Linked DNA regions of Mustela erminea: region 2 is linked to region 1. Evidence: chromatin contacts called from public Hi-C data. All regions are on one chromosome and are shown on one strand. Each heading gives the region's core, a stretch centred on a gene start, on an enhancer-like site or on the middle of the called end of the contact. The rest is flanking DNA. Distances are from core to core; before and after follow the strand shown.

Region 1 (2,916 bases), core at 218-2,717:
GCTTTCTTGTTTCCACCCCTCGGACCCTTCAGAGCTTCACGGTCATACACTCAGTTCCCCAACGACTCCTGAGAGCGCGTATTTTATTTCACAAATGAAACGTCACTAATGGGGGGCCACTGCCCTACACCCCCCATGTTTCTTAACTACGTGTTTCGGATAAACCCTTAACCCCCTGAAAACCGAGTCCTCTGCACCGACAGCGGCCGGCCCACGGACACAGCGTCGGCGCGCCACACGCGCGGCCACGGCTCACTTCCAGGCCCGCCCACGACCGCCGGCGCTCCCGGCGCAGAGCGGAGCCGAGCGGCCGAAAACGCTCTGATAGCGACTTCCACGAGCGAAGCCGGGCGCCCGAGAGGACGCGGTCACCTCGCAGCGCCCGCTTCGGATCCGGCCCGGCCGGCGCCCAACGCGGTCACACGCGAGGCCCGTCGGCCCCGCCAGGCCCGTCCGCCCCGCCGCAGCAGCCCCCACGCCCGTGGTGAGCGGCCTCTGCCGTCCGACGGGCTGCGGAAGGAGCGGCCCAAAGTTCCCCTCTTCTTGAGAACTCGTCTCCCCCGCGCTCCGAGCGAGCGGACGGAATCACGTGACCGCCTGGTCACAAGGCAGAGGTTTCCTCACGTGATCCACGATCGAGCCAAATTGAAGAAAGTAATAAAATCCCATTGGCGCCGCTGGAGCCCGACCCGCGGGGCGGGGCCTCCGGCGGGGGCGGGGCCTCCGGCGGGGCGGGGCCTCCGGCGGGGGCGGGGCCTCCGGCGGGGCGGGGCCTCCGGCGGGGGCGGGGCCTCCGGCGGGGCGGGGCCTCGGGGCGGGGCAGAGCGGACCGGCGCTCCCGGGGTGGGCCCCACCAGGGCCCGGCGAAACCGCCGCTCGCGCGGCCCCGGGCCTCCTCAGCCGGTCCGGTGCGCCGGCGCGCGGCCGCCTTTCACCCTGGCGAGCGCGGCGGCGGCGAGGAGGCGACGCCGGGAGGCTGCGGGTCGCGCTGGGCCACGTCCCGCCTGCTGCCGCCGTTGCTGCCATCCGTTTCAGACCTGCCTTTTCCACGCCTGACTTGTCCCCTGCTCTCTGCGTCCCGCACCTGCGCCGCGTGTGCCGGCCAGCAGCCGCCACTGCAGCCCCACGCCCCCTTCCGAGGCTGGGCGCGTCTCTCCCGGCCAACCCTCGCTGCCGCCGGCGCACCGGCGCCGCCGAGGAGGCCCCGCTGAGGAGGCCCCGGGAGCCGGAGCGCCGCTTGGGGGCGGGGGTTGGGGGAAGAGGGAGAACCGGAACCGCGCGCGGGGGCGGGGCCGCGGCGGAGAGCGTTAGGGCACGTGAGGGCGCCTCAGCCAATGGCAGGGCACCTGGAGGCCAGCGGGGCGGAGCCGGCGCGGGGGCGGGGCGGGGGCGGCGGGGCGGGCCGGGGGCCTGGGGGAGGGGCGGGGAGGGGCGGGCCGGGGGAGGGGCGGAGAGACGCCGCCGCCGCCGCCGCGGCTGCCGCAGCCTGTGGGAGCCTGGAAAAGGGGAAGTGCGGGCGAGCGAGCGACTCGGTCCCCGGGCGGCGGCGGCGGCGGCCGGGGGTCGCGACGGCCGGGGCGGGGCCCTGCTGCTGCTGCGGGGGGCAGGCGGTGGCTGTCCGCACCAGCCATGCCGAATAAAAACAAGAAGGAGAAAGTGAGTCCGGGTCCGGGTCCGGGCCGCCCGACGGGCCGGGGCGGCGAAGGGAAGGGGCCGCGAGGAGGGCGGGCGGGGAGCTGCTCGGGAGCGGGGAGCGGCGGGCTCCGGGATCCCGGGGGCGCAGGAGCGCCGGGCGGGGGCGGGGGGCGCCGGGGCCCAGGCCGGGCTGGGGTCCGGACGGCCCGGGCCGGCGTGCGGGGGCGCGGCCGCGGTGGGGGCGGCGTGGGCGCCAGCCCCGGGGCGGTGCGCGCGGTGGGCGTGAGGGGGCAGGTGCGGTGGCGGAGGTGGTTGACCCGGCCTCGCAGACGCCTGGGCAGGGGCTGGAGGGGTGGGGGGCTGCAGCCGCCTGGAGGGACCCCTCACGCTGGCGAAGGATTGTCTGCTCTCCTGGGGAAGCTCTGGGGCTCTGGAATACTATTCTTATCCCAGGTGGCGGCGGCGTTGGCTGCGAGTGTGCTGCGTTACATTTGGGGGTGGTGGGGGGTACGTCTTTGCTCCAGGTGGAGCTCCGTCGCGTCTCCGAGCCGCCGCAGAAATCCCGGCTCGCGGGGCTTACGGTGGGAGGCCAGAAAGCGAGGTGATGCGCACCCATCAGAATGCCCCGCGCGCCGTACATGTGGGTTCATCTGCTTCTCGAAGTTTTCAACGCCAAACACAGATCCAGAAAACAAGGAGGGTCTGGATTTGGGGGCGGGGGTGTCGCGGCTCCGTGTTGGGTCTCTATATAACGGGAGGCAGAATTTCTTGATGGTATTGCTTAAGATTATCCGAAGTTCCGGGTAAACTGTAAATCCGTTTTAAAACTGCATTTTGGTGTATCTGATGTTTAGCCGTCTAAAAATTGAGAAGCCTAATTGATTTGCTTGATGTTTCCCAGGAATCACCAAAAGCAGGGAAAAGTGGAAAAAGTTCAAAAGAAGGACAAGACATAATAGACTCAGAGGTAACTGCTCTCAAATATTCCCTTTCCGTTTTTTCGTGAACTCCTTTTCACTACGGGCAGCACAGCGTGGTGAAAACCAGGCTCTTCTAGAATGTTTCCCTGCACGAGATTGTCTGCGAGTCTCCTTTATAAACTGAAATTTCAGTTCTTTCGGTTTTCGTTATTTTAGTCTGGGAAAAGACGGATGGGTTTATGGAAGTTGTGTCTGTGCAACTGGTATTTTTAAGTTTATGACCACCGCCCCCCCCAGATGCAGCCGCCCTCCTGCAGAGGCTGGTTTCCCCACCCTGGGTCGTTGGTGCTTTTAGCTTTCA
Region 2 (2,916 bases), core at 167-2,666, 150 kb after region 1:
TAGCACTGAGTGAGCATCCGGTGTCAGCTCCTGGTGGGGCCGTTATTGTTCAAGGCCATTATGATCACTGCACAAACTCATTGCAGTTGCTTTACGTTTTTTCTCAGGGAAGCTCATTTAGATCTGTTTGGGCATATCACACAAAGGTGGACTGACGGAGGGCCGGAGGACGGGGTATTAACCTGCCCCCTCCTCCATGAGCTCCTTAAAGACAAGAATCATCTGATTAGTTTCTGTGTTCCAGCACACCCCCCGCCCCCAGGGCTTGGCATTGGGTAATTGAGCAAGGAGAAGCATACTGTATGTTTCCAAGTTTTCCAAAGATGATTTGGGGGAATCGAATCATCCCATCACCATCCTACCAATCGGGACTCAGCTCTGTGACTGTGCACTCTGTTACAAAAATAATGTCTTTGGCTTCCATTCCTCCACCCAATTTAAGAAGCAAGTTATGAGTTTGAATTTTCAAAGGCCAATTAATGCTCCTTAAAAGAAACTGTCATCACTAAACCAAGAATGTGGGCAGCCTGGACTCTCACCCTTATGTCTTCTCAGGCTAAGGGAGGAGATCTAGGTGGATGGGGGGTGTGGGGAGCTTTAGCTGGCAGGCATCTCCGCCCCAGAGGCGGAGGCCCATGGAATGACAGGGCCAGCCCTCGCTGCTAGGAGAGCATCACTGTTCTAGAAAGATGCTCACACCGAGGTCTCCCCCTAGGTCATCACGGCATCCCAGGGGGAATTATCTCATCATTAGCAGCCAGCATCTACATCTTGGCTTTACCCCACCGTTCAGGTGGGTGTCATCTCCTGGCTGTACCTGACACCGCCTCTGCAGAGATCCAGCCCCAACCTTCAGGCCCCCCTGTCTTTGTAAAGTCTAGTTCCTCCGCTGGGACTGTCCCCTTCCCCACCACCCTCTTTCCAAACTAGCAACGCGTCCAGCCCCCTCATGTCCTGTCCCTCTGAAAAACGTCCTCACTCTTCACGCGTATATCTAATAACACATAAGTCACCACTATGTTTTAGCACTCAACACATTGCAGTCATTCGTCCAACGCAATAATACAGGCTAAATGCTGAGAGCAATGTCGGTCACACGCTAACTGCTCCAAAAACACGTTAGCTCTCGTCACGAACGCCGTTCATTCATTCAATATTCACGGAGCGTCTCGGGCTCTGTGTCGCAGCTGTAGTCCCCGACCACCCTACGCCGCCCACGCGCCAAGTCAAGATCCCACCTTTAGGGTTTGCGCTGCGGGGGAAACGCGGGACCCGCCCAGCGCCGGGACTACAGATCCCAGAAGGCTGCGCGGCGGCGTCGCCGGGGGCCCGCACGCGCGCATGCGCAACGTCGTGACGCCGCGGCGGCGAGCGGGCGCTAGTGGCTGAGGCGGCGGGCCGCGGGCGGGGCGGGCCGGCGGGCGGCGGCCTTTAGGGCGGAGCCGGCGCCCGCTCCCTTCAGTCGGCCGCGGTTAGCGGACGGTCGACTTCGGGCGCCCGTTTCTCTTCGTTCGTCCGCTCGGCGCTCGCTCTCGTGCGGAGCCGCGGCCGCCTGCCCAGCGCTCCCTGCGGGTCCCGAGCGCGGCGCCATGTCGGAGCCGGGCGGCGGTGGCGGCGAGGACGGCTCGGCCGGCCTGGAGGTGTCGGCCGTCCAGAACGTGGCCGACGTGTCGGTCCTGCAGAAGCACCTGCGCAAGCTGGTGCCGCTGCTGCTGGAGGATGGCGGCGAGGCGCCGGCTGCGCTCGAGGCGGCGCTGGAGGAGAAGAGCGCCCTGGAGCAGATGCGCAAGTTCCTGTCGGACCCCCAGGTCCACACGGTCCTGGTGGAGCGCTCCACGCTCAAAGGTGCGGGGCCGGGGCCGGGGCCGGGCGGCCGGGGCCGGGGCTGGGGGAACGGGACGCCGGGACGCCGGACGCCGGACGCCGGGGCGGGAGCGGCCTCCGCGCTGCGGACGCCCTGCGGGGTGGGTCCCCGCGGCCGCCGGGCGAGGCCGGCGCCACACCCCCTGCCAGGCGGGAGTCCCGGGGGTGCCCCCTTCCGGGTCGCGGGGAACGGAGAGCGGGTGGCCCCGTCTTGCCGTCACGCAACACAATGGGCTCGCTTTGTCTGCTCGGGCCTCAAGATGGCCGAGTTGGGTGGAGACAGGGTCTCCCGGGCTGAGCGCGGGCGGAGGCCGCATCCCGGCCTCCAATGTCACATGAGCTTTTCGGTTTCGATTTGTGGCCGGGCCGGGCCGTCCTCGCGAGGGATGTGTCAGGGGCAGACCCGCGGAGCCGTGCGCGGCCTGGGTGTGGGGGTCGGAGCTGACGGGGGCCTGGCCGGCTCCCGAGCGTCCTGGCACTGCCCTGTGCGGACCCGGATGGGAGGCCCAGGGAGGGACAGACAGGGCCGACCGGGGCCGCGAGCAGAGCATCCCCGTTCCAGGTGGATGTGCGCTCCCAGGTCGGCCTCTAGGTCCTCACGGCGTCCTTGCCGTCTGGGTGTATCTCTCTCTCCGTCTGTCGCAGACAGGCTCCGCGGAGATGACTCGCCCCAAGTCAGCAGCTCATTGCGCTCCCTGGACTGGAATCAGCGTGTCGTGTCCAGTACACTGCTGGGTTTCGCTAACCATACCTTTGTGTTTCTGTAGTGCCTAGATGATCCTAATAGTGACCCTGTGATGTTTGAATTTCGTTTGTGGAGTTTTTATTGTTTTATCATTACTATTACTATTAAGATTTTATTTTTCTGTCAGAGCGGGCACAAGCAGGGGGAGCAGCCGGCAGGAGGAGAAGCAGATTCCCCGCTGAGGAGGGACCCCAATGCGGAGCTCGGTCCCAGGACCCTGGGATCATGACCTGAACAGAGGACACACACTTAGCCGACTGAGCCACCCAGGCACCCCTAGCTGACAGATATTTTAAAGAGGGAGACTC

The links. A called contact is a pair of places that touch in the nucleus more often than the background predicts.
Region 2: a Hi-C map of spleen shows a contact between it and region 1, with 5 times the contacts expected there. The contact joins the promoter of DYNC1H1 here to the promoter of PPP2R5C in region 1. A contact is called at or near these places in 2 of 3 Hi-C or Micro-C datasets (skeletal muscle and spleen).

Annotation. Positions count from the first base shown.
Region 1 is chr5:143,702,474-143,705,389 of mMusErm1.Pri, forward strand. It overlaps PPP2R5C (serine/threonine-protein phosphatase 2A 56 kDa regulatory subunit gamma isoform), which reads left to right and starts at 1,468. Exons shown (of 15, transcript XM_032345306.1): 1 at 1,468-1,656. The coding sequence starts at 1,630.
Region 2 is chr5:143,848,440-143,851,355 of mMusErm1.Pri, forward strand. It overlaps DYNC1H1 (cytoplasmic dynein 1 heavy chain 1), which reads left to right and starts at 1,417. Exons shown (of 78, transcript XM_032345314.1): 1 at 1,417-1,845. The coding sequence starts at 1,590.